Linked DNA regions of Mus musculus: regions 1 and 3 are each linked to region 2. A link is a contact called in public promoter capture Hi-C data. All regions are on one chromosome and are shown on one strand. The core of a region is the stretch at or near the end of the contact, and the rest is flanking DNA. Distances in the headings are between cores, read along the strand shown.

What was found. Promoter capture Hi-C pulls out the DNA fragments that hold promoters and counts their contacts. Capture Hi-C pulls out chosen DNA fragments and counts their contacts.
Region 1: a promoter capture Hi-C map of hematopoietic stem and progenitor cells shows a contact between it and region 2, with 2.8 times the contacts expected there. The contact joins the promoter of A030001D20Rik here to the promoter of Kcna7 in region 2. A contact is called at or near these places in 13 of 39 promoter capture datasets (the 3T3-L1 cell line, cranial neural crest, fetal liver and 8 more), 2 of 484 Hi-C or Micro-C datasets (both in embryonic stem cells), 5 of 115 datasets of contacts at active chromatin or transcription factors (effector CD8 T cells, embryonic stem cells, large pre-B cells and 1 more) and 3 of 9 other capture datasets (adipose tissue, liver and pancreatic islet).
Region 3: a promoter capture Hi-C map of liver shows a contact between it and region 2. The contact joins the promoter of Slc17a7 here to the promoter of Kcna7 in region 2. A contact is called at or near these places in 19 of 39 promoter capture datasets (the 3T3-L1 cell line, 3T3-L1-derived adipocytes, the C10 cell line and 13 more), 3 of 15 datasets of contacts at CTCF or cohesin (embryonic stem cells, large pre-B cells and pro-B cells), 17 of 484 Hi-C or Micro-C datasets (B cells, the G1E-ER4 cell line, Sertoli cells and 9 more), 23 of 115 datasets of contacts at active chromatin or transcription factors (the 230-238 cell line, the NIH/3T3 cell line, the SCID.adh cell line and 16 more) and 4 of 9 other capture datasets (adipose tissue, liver, macrophages and 1 more).

What each region holds. Positions count from the first base shown.
Region 1 is chr7:45,636,120-45,640,377 of GRCm38.p6, forward strand. A030001D20Rik (RIKEN cDNA A030001D20 gene) reads right to left here and starts at 2,639. Exons shown (of 2, transcript NR_152217.1): 1 at 2,564-2,639; 2 at 1-1,019. It overlaps Rasip1 (Ras interacting protein 1), which reads left to right. Exons shown (of 12, transcript NM_028544.1): 9 at 219-462; 10 at 601-773; 11 at 1,751-1,898; 12 at 2,566-2,973. The coding sequence ends at 2,765. Mamstr (MEF2 activating motif and SAP domain containing transcriptional regulator) reads left to right here and starts at 3,858. Exons shown (of 10, transcript NM_172418.2): 1 at 3,858-3,911.
Region 2 is chr7:45,403,811-45,407,878 of GRCm38.p6, forward strand. It overlaps Kcna7 (potassium voltage-gated channel, shaker-related subfamily, member 7), which reads left to right and starts at 2,150. Exons shown (of 2, transcript NM_010596.2): 1 at 2,150-3,205. The coding sequence starts at 2,552.
Region 3 is chr7:45,162,087-45,166,077 of GRCm38.p6, forward strand. Slc17a7 (solute carrier family 17 (sodium-dependent inorganic phosphate cotransporter), member 7) reads left to right here and starts at 1,835. Exons shown (of 12, transcript NM_182993.2): 1 at 1,835-2,058. The coding sequence starts at 1,997.

The DNA.
Region 1 (4,258 bases), core at 1,389-3,888, 230 kb after region 2:
TCAGAATACCTAAGAAACTTTACTAAAAACATTTCTCAGGACAGATTCTTCCAGGGAGCCTAATACCTGCTAGAAATTCACCGAGGAAATGGGGGATTGATCAGGGAGCCACCTGGGAATGGTGTAGAATGGACTACATTTCCCAGAAGCCCTTGATGGAATTCCCCATTGTCTTTATTGATTGTCACTCTCTGGTTGTTGCCTGTTTCCTCCCCCAGACTCTTTATTCAACACTGCCAGCTCTCCTGGACAGTAACCCTTTCACAGCTGGAGCAGAGCTGCCAGGGCCTGGCGCAGAGCTGGAGGCCATGCCGCCTGGGCTCAGGCCTACTCTGGGTGTGTTCCAGGCAGCTCTAGAACTGACCAGTCAGTGTGAGCTGCATCCCGACCTCGTGTCCCAGACTTTTGGCTATTTGTTCTTCTTCTCCAATGCATCCCTTCTCAACTCACTGATGGAACGAGGTGAGGGTTGTGTTGGGAGGAGCCAGGAGCTATCCAGACCTAATCCAGGCAGACATAAGCCAGGCTTCAGGCTTCAGCGTTGGGTGGCTTTGCCTGGGAAGTAGCTTCATTCAACGCCTCTCATTTCTTCCTACACAGGTCAAGGCCGACCTTTCTATCAATGGTCTCGAGCCGTCCAAATCAGAACCAACTTGGATCTTGTGTTGGATTGGCTTCAGGGGGCCGGGCTGGGTGACATTGCCACTGAGTTCTTCCGGAAACTTTCCATTGCTGTGAACCTGCTATGTGTGCCCCGCACCTCCCTGCTCAAGGTGACTCTTGGTCGGCTTTGTATGACTTTGACTTTTGAATCTCTATCCCGGCTCTGTGTACTCAGCCTCTCTGTGACCCCGAGTCATCTCCAGCCCGTGAGATGACTTAGACACCATGACGGGCCACTGGCAGCCGCAGAAGTCGGTGTCAAGAGTGACTGAACATGGATGCTGAATGCTTCTGACTCCGAACTTGCTAGAAAGAGTTTTCTATGCTCCATTTCTTAGATGCGTTGAGTCAGAATTCTGGTTTGAGACAGAGGAAAATGCTGGTTATCATTCGTTGGTTGCATGATGGGAACGGTGATGATAATGTCAACAAACACCCCCCATTCAAAGTAGATTATCAATAGTTTTCTTCAGATGAGAAAACTGAATCAGGTAGCTCACATTTGTTTGTTTGTTTGTTTGGTCTTGCTGTGTAGCTCTGGTTGACCTGGAATTCACTAGTCTGGCCTTGAGCTCACAAATGAGTCACCTACCCCTGTCTTCTGAGTTGCTGGGACTAAAGGTGGTCACGAGCACACTAGGCCTCTACTTTTGTCTGCACGTGTATATATGTGCACCATGACCATGACGTGCCAGAAGTGGAGGGCAGCTCTTCTGAAATGGGACTTACAGGCCACGTAGGTGCTGGGAAGCAAACTAGTTCTCAGCTGGGTCCTCTGCAAGAGCAGCAATTGTTCTTAACTGCTAAGCCTTCACCCCAGGCCCTTCACTTCACTGATTTCTATCTTATTACAGTACTGGGGATTGAACCCAGAGAGTTGCATATGCCAGGCAAACACTGCCGCTGACCTGCATCTCCAAGACCCCTTTTTACTTTTTAATTTTGAGATAAGAGTTTCACCATGTTTCCCAACCTGGCCTTGTACTTTGAATCCTCTTGCCTCAACCTCCTAAGAAACTGGGATGGCTGGCCTGCCCTATGGGACCCAGCTGTGACCACAGACGTCTAACTTGGGGACTTCCCCTAGGCTTCATGGAGCAGCTTACGGACTGACTACCCCACCCTGACTCCAGCTCAGCTCCACCATCTCCTCAGCCACTACCAGTTGGGTCCTGGCCGTGGTCCCCCACCAGCCTGGGACCCACCACCTGCAGAGCGGGATGCTGTGGACACAGGTGTGCAGATCCGGGCTAACGAACATTGAGATGTCTTCTTTATTTGAGACCTAAGAGTCCCTGTTCCCAGCCCTTCCCACTTTCAGTTCCCAGGGTTCAGATGCCCTCTCTGAAGGGCTTAAAGACTGGCTGCAATTATAACAGTAGCAGGGCTTGCTTACTTTGCGGTCCCCTTCAGTAAGTTAAGAAGAGTTCAAACATTTCATTGTTTTTTTTACTTAGACTTAATCTCTTAGCCTCGTCTCTCCACATCTCTTGCCCTAACCCAACTAACAGAGGGATAGGTTTCTCAATCCTCAGAAATCTCCCAAGGTTCCCCAGCCCATCCTCAAGGTTCCAGGGTACCTGGGACCCTATTTTCCTGGTAATGGGCCTTTTTTCCCTAGTTTTCTTGGCTTTTCAAGATAGGATTTCTCTCTGTAGCCCTGGCTGTCTTGTAACTCTGTAGATCAGGCTGGCCTCGAACTCAAAGAGATCCACCTGCCTCTGCCTCCAGAGTGCCGGGATTATGTGTCACCTCCTCCCCCCTCCCCACACACACGTTTTAGCTAAAATTCCCGTCATCCTTTGAAACACAGGGAACCCAGTCTCATCGTTTCTTACTTAAGGAGATAGACCACCTCACACTCATGCTGAGTTTTTAATTCGGTTTTCCTCGTACTCACAGGGGATATCTTTGAAAGTTTTTCCTCGCACCCTCCGCTCATCCTGCCCCTGGGCAGCTCACGCCTGCGCCTCACCGGCCCTGTGACAGATGACGCATTGCATAGAGAACTGCGCAGGCTCCGTCGCCTCCTCTGGGATCTTGAACAGCAGGAGCTGCCAGCCAATCATCGCCATGGACCCCCGGTGGCTTCGACACCTTGAAAACCAATGAGAAAGGAACGCGCGCAGCTTGAAACTGCATCGCTTCTTAAAAGGGAGCCCGCCTGGGCGTAGAGCATTTTGGGAGTTGTAGTTTTCCCTGCGTAGACGGCTGAGAGTTTGAGTTGTTGGGTTGGTAGACGATGGGACAGTGGGAAGATGGGCTTGGGATGTGAATGCCAAGAAGTAATAAAAATATCTGTGGTATTGACCTCACTTGTCAAGATTTGGGGGCCTTAGCAAAGATTTTTTTTTAAGGTGCCAGGGACTGTGCTTGGAACGTTGGGCGTCTGCCGAGTTTGGGGAGATATTTCTAGCCATGGCCTCAGCTTGCCCTCTAGCACGAAATGTGACCCTGTAGTACTGAGCACTGTCACACAACTCGGAACACAGCCTGGACCATGTTCTTCTGAATATCAGACCCCATGTACTACCAGTGAGAACAGGTCATCACCATCTCCCTCTTACCTACAAAGTCCAAACTTTAGCTTTCTCCCCCCAGTCCTTCCGATGCTGTCTGCCTACTGTGCACACCGCTGACTTCCAACACCCAGCACCTCTCGGGTACTAGTCCTATTCCATCAGATCCAAGAATGCAAACCTCAGCTCTCCTCTCCCATACCAGAGGCCTAAGACTCCGTCCACCACCCTCAGACCCAGAGTCCTGACTTCTGCCCCCTTCCTTTTTAGAACTAGGAGTCTGGGCCTCATGTTTGAACTTTCCCCTCCTCTGAACTTGACTCCTACTGCTGTGTCAGGAAAAAAAGAACCAACAGGTGGCACCTGCCGGCAGGGTCTGAACACGACCACCTGCCGCTGTTGCTCACCCGGGTCCCTCTCTCTGCACCTGCTCCTGTCTGTCGCCAGTGACCGCTCCACCCAACCCACAGCTCGGGACTCGGGGGAGGAGATAGTAAGGGAACCCTCGAAGTGAGCCAGGCCGGTCCTCACGGCGTGTGTGTCCCGCCCCTTTTCTGGGTCCTTGCAGGGCTTCTGATCCAAGGCTCGCTCTCTTGACTCCCACTCGCCCTAGAAAGGGGAGTCGAGGGCGGCCCAAGGCTTGTGGGGTGGAGCCTAAGGTCTCCAGCCTAATCCGGGAGACTCCACCCGCTTCAAGGCACAGCTGAGTAGCTGAGAGGAGCCTACCTGGTGAGAAGCCCCTGGGGTAGATATGGGGATTTTTTTTTTTCATTTTACCCTTCATTCTCCGTTCTGGTTCCCCCTTCTGGTCCCAATATCTTTCCCACAGAGCCCCGTGCATGACACTCAACCCATTCTGTTTCAGGGACCCCTATGTTTCCCAGACACTTGTCATATTCTTTGATTCCCGTCTGTCCTAGAATCTTCGATTCTAGTCCCTAACAGCATGCAGTTCTCGTCCTTAATCTCCTCCTCCTTCAGGGTTCAGACTCCAGACGACTGCTTCCTGCACTTTCAAAGGCCCAGAACTCCAGATTCCAATGCTCTCCCTCTTAGATGCAGGAGCCCATGACGCA
Region 2 (4,068 bases), core at 900-3,399:
AACCAAACCATTGGCTTTTCCAGAGGATCCAGGGTTCAATCCCCAGTACCCATCTGGCAACTCACACAAGACTTAACTCCAGTTCCAGGGATCTGACACCCTCACACAGACATGCATGTAGGCAAAACACCCACCAATGCTAATTAAAAAAAAAAAAAAAAAAGACACACAGGCACAGGGAAAGAGACAGCTAAGCTCGGAGATGCAGCCTATTGTCCCGGCCGGCCATTCTTCAGGCTGAAACCAGAGGATTGCCAGTTCAAAGCCCACCTGGACTACAAAGTGAATTCAAAATCATCCTAGGCAGGACTGGAGAGATGGCTCAGAGGTTAAGAGCACTGACTGCTCTTCCAGAGGTCCTGAGTTCAATTCCCAGCAACCACATAGTGGCTCATAACCATCTGTAATAAGATCTGATGCCCTCTTCTGGTATGTCTGAAGACAGCTACAGAGTACTCATATGCAAAAAATAAATAAAATCTTTAAAAAAAAATCATCAGCCAGGCGGTGGTGGTGCACACCTTTAATCCCAGCACTCCAGAGGCAGAGGCAGGTAGATTTCTGAGTTCGAGGCCAGCCTGGTCTACAAAGTGAGCTCCAGGACAGCCAGGGCTATACAAAGAAACCTTGTCTAAAAAAAAAAAAAAAAAAAAGAAAGAAAGAAAAAAGAAAGAAAGAAAAAGAAAAAAAGAAAAAAAATCATCCTAGGCAACTTAGCAAGACTTTGTCTCAAGATAAAAATGAAGGAAAATGGTCTGGAGAAGTATCTGGACAATAGGGCACTCCTCTAGTCAGGTAGTCACTGAACGTCTTTCTATCACCTTCCACGTTATTATTTGAAGACTGGCTGGCCATTAAATCCAGGGATCATCCTGTCTGGGTCTCCATGACCAGACTTTTTTTTTTTAAAAGATTTATTTATGTATTATATGTAAGTACACTCCAGAAGAGGGAGTCAGATCTTGTTACGGATGGTTGTGAGCCACCATGTGGTTGCTGGGATTTGAACTCCGGACCTTCGGAAGAGCAGTCGGGTGCTCTTACCCACTGAGCCATCTCACCAGCCCATGACCAGACTTTTTAAAGACACGATCTCACCAGACTGGCCTACACAGAGAAACTCTTTGTCGAAAAAATAAAAAACAACAAAACGACAAGATCCCACCATGTAGCCCTGACTGGCCTGGAAATTTATGGGCAGACCAGGCTGGCCTCAAATCCACAGGTTGGCTTGCCTCTGCTTCCAGAGTATTGGGATTAAAGGCGTGTGACACTACCCATGTTCTCACAACTTACTTAGGGCGATGGGGGGCGGGGGGAGGGCAGAGGCAGGAGGATCTCAGAAGTCCCCAAAAGAAAGCTGGGAAGGGAAAGGCCAGGTTTAGCTGGGAGACCTCTTGGTGCAGGTCTCCATCCGGCCGGCAGAGGGCGCGCGAGATCCCTTTCCCCGAAAGTGACTATAACACCCTACCCCATAAGAAGGGACTATTTTTTACTTAGTGTCATTAGACACCGGTGGCTGGAAGGCCATCTTCTGTCTGTCCTTCGGCTCCCGACAGTGACCCTACGCATCTTCCAGGCCGACTCTAGACCCTTCCAGGCAAGTCCCGCCTCCTTTGGCGCCATTCTTGGCTTCAGCCCAGGTTTTATTAATCTCAAAACACCTACATAAAGTCTAAATTCAAACTCCGGGACTCTCAGTGGCCAAGGATCCGGCGCACATGGGCAACAGTTTACAGTTGCAAAAGAGGCTCCAAGAACTCCTCAAGCACCAGGGCCGCTGCGGAGCTCCTTAGGCATGGTAATTAGAGACACAAAGGAATAAACACGTGAGGCCAGACACACAAAACGATGTTCATTCATTGAAAGGTACTAGGAGAGAAAGAAAGCCAGCAACAAATCCAGATGTGGTGGTACACATCTGTCATCCCAGCAATCGGGAGGCAGAAGCAAGAGTACTGCAATACTGAGCCAGTCTGACATACATACCCAAACCCAGTGTCTGGAAAAAAATAATAAAAGGCAGAGAGATACAGAGGCTCCCAGCAGAGAGCAAGATGTGGACAACTGGTTAAGGGGATACACCCCCCACCCTCCAGGAGGATGGACAAGAGACAGAAAGACTGGAAATGGAAAAGGGAAACTGATGCTGCAGATAGTCTCGGGTGGCTCATGACTGTCACCCGGGCAATCCGAAGGATGAGGCAGAGGATTGCCACAAGTTCGCGGTCAGCTTAAATGACAGGCTGAGGAGACTGTCTAAATAACAAACAAACAAATAAATAGCCATGATGCCATACGCCTGCAATCCCAGCATTTGGGAGGTGGAGGCAGGAGGATCATAAATTCAAGGTCAGTTCAGCTACATAAGACCTCGGGTCATGAATCCAAAAGCCAAACAAATAAAATAGATGACTACAAGGGAAAGCTCAAGAGATCCACGGAAAAGCGCCGGGTGGCAGTGTTTCCACAGGTGTGGGAACGGCAGAGGGCGCCCCTAGCCCCGCGGGGGTAACACCGCCCCCTCCCCCGCGCCCTGGCCGGACTTTCCATGCTATTTTTACCCGCCGACACCGGACACCCGACTGGGGTGGCTGCGGCGTCGGGGCCACACGTCCGTTCACCGGTCGCCCGGGCTGTGCGCGCCATGGAGCCACGGTGCCCGCCGCCCTGCGGCTGCTGCGAGCGGCTGGTGCTCAACGTGGCCGGGTTGCGCTTCGAGACCCGCGCGCGCACGCTCGGCCGCTTCCCGGACACGCTGCTGGGGGACCCGGTGCGCCGCAGCCGCTTCTACGACGGCGCGCGCCGCGAGTATTTCTTCGACCGACACCGGCCCAGCTTCGATGCGGTGCTCTACTACTACCAGTCGGGCGGCCGGCTGAGACGGCCGGCGCACGTGCCCCTCGACGTCTTCCTGGAGGAGGTGTCCTTCTACGGGCTGGGCGCGGCGGCGCTGGCGCGGCTGCGGGAGGACGAGGGCTGCGCGGTGCCGCCCGAGCGGCCGCTGCCCCGCCGCGCCTTTGCGCGTCAGCTCTGGCTGCTCTTCGAATTTCCTGAGAGCTCGCAGGCTGCGCGCGTGCTCGCCGTGGTCTCCGTACTCGTCATCCTGGTCTCCATCGTGGTCTTTTGCCTCGAGACACTGCCAGACTTCCGCGACGACCGCGATGACCCGGGGCTCGCGCCCGTAGCCGCTGCTACTGGCCCGGTGAGGGGCGGGGATTTGGGGAGGTCCAGGGCGGGGCCTGGGAAGACCTGGCCAGTCAGAAGGTGTGGCAAGGGGCAGGAGGATGGAAGCCCTTTAAAAACAAAAACAAAAACAAAAACAAAACAAAAAAAAAAAAAAAACAAAGATGTAAGCTGGGTATGGTTCTTCATACGAGAATCCTAGCAAGGAGACAGAACGATTGCCACGGGTTGAAAGCCAGTGTGGGTTACTGTATGAGAGAGTCTGCCTGGAAACAGACAGTGAGTGAGGATCTCCCTCAGAGGTAGACAACCTGCCCAGAGTTTCCTGGTGAGGGACTGGTGCCGGGCTCAGTGGTAGACCATCTGCATTGCACTGCACAAAGTGACTTGGGGGTTATGTGGCGCAGTGGTAGAACTCCCCTACCACCCTACATTGAGGGACCTGGAGAGATGGCTAAGCGATAAAGAGACTGCTCTCCCAGAGGACCTAGGTTCAATTCCCGGCACCCACATGACGGCTCCCAACCATCTGTATCTAACTCCAGTTCCAGGGAATCCGATGCCCTTTTCTGAACACCAAGGCACATACACGTGCACAGATATATATGCAGGCAAACCATTCGTCCACATAAAATAAATAATTTTAAGAAAGAAGATGATGAATCCCCCAGGGAGGGGTGTGGCTCAGTGACAGAGCTCCTGCCTAAAATCCCTCAGTGTGGGGCTTGGGGCATGGAACAATAGAGAGCAACTTGCCACGCATATGCAAGACCCTGGAGTTCATCCCTAGCCATGCAAAATGAACATGTGAGGCCAAAGACACAGACAGACTGCAGTGTCCGTGCACCTGGCAGAGAAATAGGAAAGACGGATGGTCAGGCA
Region 3 (3,991 bases), core at 585-3,084, 240 kb before region 2:
AGTGGTGAGGAGAACGAGCCTAACTTCCAAGCGCAAAGGCCACTGGGGCTTGTAGTCCAGACTGAGGGCCTCCCTGGGCAACCTAAGGTCTAGTTTCTAGGTCCTAAAAAAGCTCGAAGATTGGGTGCGTTCTTCCTTTCTCCGTCGCCATGGTGATGGTGCGGGCGACGGCCCGGGATTTGGCAGCCGCAGGGCCCCCTTCCCACACCCTCCTCCTCACCATCTGCTCCTCCCTCACACCTGGCCGCGAGCCGCGGACGCCACCTCCGCACGCAGTCCGGGACTCCATGGCCACCAGGTGGCGCGTCTGCGCGGCTCAGCCTGCTGCCCTCCTCCCCGGGGACTTGTCAATCAGAGACAGAGCTGAGACCCACCATCCCCGCCCGCCACTCGATCGGCTTCGCTGGTCCCCTCCTGGGCCGGGTCATGAAAATTTAATCCCAAATGCATTTGTAGCCTGACACGGGGAGAGAGACGGTGGGAACACCAACACCCTGCTAAGGCATAGAACTTGGGATGCACTGGGAGAAGCATTGGCGTGGAGTGCTTCAGGGCCATTTTAGAGTTGGGGTTACCCCCAAGGGATGGGAGTGGAATTTACGGGTGGAAAGAGGACTTAGTGGGTGGGGACAGATCGTGGAGCCCGAGTGGAAGTCACTGCTGGGACACACATGGAGGAAGGAGTCAGACTCAAGGGGAGGAGCCAGGCACAGAAGGCAGAGACAGAAGATAGACAGCAAGTATGTAGGACTCCAAACATACTTGGGGAGCAGGGACAGAACTCAGAGGGAGGAGACATAGCTCAGTTGATGGGGCCCAGACTCAAAAGAATATCATAGAGTCTAAGCAACCGGACACACTCTTGGGAAGTGAGGAAGGACACCATGGGGCACGAACGGCAGTAGTGGTGAGCCTGGTTATAGCTAGCAGAGTTCAAAAGGATGGAAGGAGAGGGAGTTGAAACTCAGGGAGAGAAAGATGGGGTGCAGATTAAAAAAAAGTGAATTCAAGGGGAAAAGTGGAACCCGAAAAATGAGAGAGCCAGTCCAGTTCAGCGGCACGCCTGTATCCCCAGTATGCCCAACAAAGGAAAAAGGGGGCCGGAGAGATGGCTCAGCGCTAATAGGCTGCACTCCAGAGGACCTGGGTTCAGCTCCAAACACCCACATGGCAGGTCACATCTCCTCCAATGCCAGTAGGCATACAAATAGTACACAGATATATAATATGCTAGCAAAACATGCATACCTAATTAAACTTTAAAAGAATAAACTTTTTTTTTTCGAGACAGGGTTTCTCTGTATATCCCTGGCTGTCCTGGAACTCACTCTGTAGACTAGGCTGGCCTCGAACTCAGAAATTTGCCTGCCTCTGCCTCCCATGCCTGTGCCTTGAATTCACACAGATTCACTTGCCTGCCTCCTGAATGCTGGAATTAAAGGTGTGCGGCACTCAAAAAAAAAATTTTTTTTTTTAAAGAAAAAAAGAGTGAAGGAGAGGAAGCAAGCCAAAGGTCGGATGGGAATAGAGCTCAGAAGCAAAGAGATCTGGGAAGAGACTCAAAGAGCTTGGAACGTGCAGAGTATCTGGGGAGTGTATTATAGTGGGGAGCGAGGCAACTCGGAGTTCAATCCCAGGGACGTGGCCTTGGGGTGGACAGGTGGAGGCTCTAGGATGGAAGAGCTGAAAGAGAGAGGGGTCTAGCCTGCAAGCCAAGCCAAGAGAAACTGGCCTAGCATCTCCAGGTAGCCTGTTGGAAGGAGAGGGCGGGTCCTTCCTACAAGGGGTGGGGCCTCCTTTGGTGGGCGTGGATGCCCCGCCCCGCCCCGACGCTGAGTCCGCTACAGCCCCGGGCAGCGGGCACTCGCAGCCTGGTTCCCCCCCGAGCGGAGCTGCGGGGCCGGGCCGGGCCGGGGCGGACCCCGGGATCCCGGACGCGGCCGCCCGGGCCCGCGGGCGGGGGGATTGGCAGGGGACCCGCGTGGGCACAGCCACCATGGAGTTCCGGCAGGAGGAGTTTCGGAAGCTGGCGGGGCGCGCCCTGGGGAGGCTGCACCGGTGAGCCTGGTGGGGTTCCTGGGAGGGTAAGGATGAGGATGCCCCCTTTCCATCTGAGAGCAACTGACAGAGGGAGAAGAGAGGCGACACCCAGGCACAATGTGGGGAGGCCCACCCATCTGTTCAGGATTCCGTCCTGTCAGTGCTGTCCTTCCACTCTGCCTAGTTCATCATCGCTTCCCCCTCCCCCCTGGTCCCCCGCACCTCGGGCTCGACTTTTCTTTGGGATTGTGTGTCCCTCCCTATTCTCTGGATCTCTGTCCACCTGTCTTCTCGGTCTTTTACTTTAGATATGTCCTCTCTCTGGGTTCTTCTTCCCACTGGGTGTCTGTCCCCTCTCTCTGATTAGGAGCCAATGCGGGCGCCCACTAGCTGTCCATCAGTCCTGACTCTGACTCTTGTATTCCCCTTCCTCTCTTCTTCCCTGGACCTCTGGTCCCCACTTTGATCTGTCTCTCTCAGCATCTCTGACTGTTCACCCGCTATCTCCCCACCCTGGCTCTCTCCACCTCTCTCCTCTTTCTCAGGTTCATTCCCTAGAGGCTTTTAATCTGGAGCTAAAGCGGATTGGGGCTGTTAGTTCTTGTCCTTGAGGGGGGTTAATCTGAGAGGGAAAAACTGGGGTATCCTAGGTTCTGGGGGTGAGGGGGATGAAGGGAGTTTCAGGCCACAAAACCAAATTAATCTTGCGGGTAATATGGACTTCCCAAGGGATATAAGCTAGAACTGGGCGATATTTGCTCCCACCAAGGGCCATGATTCTAGTGACCCCAGTGTCCCTTGAGGTAGCCTGGACACCTCCCAGCCTCTCACCCCCAACCCCAGCTCTGGCTCCAAGTCAGAGAAATTACTCAGCTCTTGAGAGGCCTAAAAATATCTATCCACAGTGCGGGGAGGAGATGGCCTCGTGGGCATAGTGCCCTCCACACAGGGCCCTAGTCCACCTTTACATGTTCCTCAGTCCATCTTACTGGGCCACCCGAGGATTATGCTAGTGATGGTCCAGCTTGCTGTACCTCACCTCCTAGATCCAAAGTTAACCCCAACCTCTAGTAACATGAGAGGGATGAGGTGGACAGAGGAAGGCAGGAAGGTGCAGTGTGTGTATGTGGCGGCGGGGGGTGGGGGGGAGGCGAGCTGTGGAGGGGGGAGCTGAGACAGCTTCACCTCTTCATTTTCCAATTCCCAGCCCCTCCCCACCCTTTTTTCTCGCCTCCTTTCACGAGTTTCTCAAAATACACCAGCGTGAAGTCAGGGGAGCTAGAGAAAGATGTGCTGGTGGAGGGGGCTGGGAGGGGGGTGACAGCAGGAGACAGGTGTTCCTCAGGCCCCCTCCCTTAGCCTCTCTATCTCCCCTCTGGGTCTCCAGTCTCACCTTCTCTTTCTGAATTCAGAAACCCCAGAGACAGGAGAAGCAGCAGAACATTGGGAAGGGGGGCAAGCAGTTATTTGCAAACAAAATCCCGAGTTTACTTTGACAGTGGGGGGTATTATTGGTACACAGGTCATTCTCCTTCCCAAGTCCCAAATGAGAGCTCAGAGCGATAGATGCTCCTGGAGATGAGTGCTGCTAGCTTAGCGGGGAGGGGGGGTCTCTTGGACCAGGTAACCCAGGGTGACTTGGGACAACGCGGAGGAGCCAGGGGTCCTTGCTTCTTACAGCCAGGCTCCGGCACGGTATTGCTGGAGGCCAGGAGCAGATCAGGTCCGCAGAAGAGTGTGACCTTGGACCTGGGAGCTCTGCTTTTGGAGTCTCCGTTTCCTACCGTAGGAGACCAGCAAACTGCCAAGGCATAGGAAGACAGAGACGCAGGCAGTGGACAGATACCTAGGGAGCAGTTGAGACACAGTCTTCCTTTGGGGAAACTCCGCCTAACCCAAGGGACGAATTCCCTCACCAGATCCTTGGCCTAGTTGGGGTCATCCAGAGAGG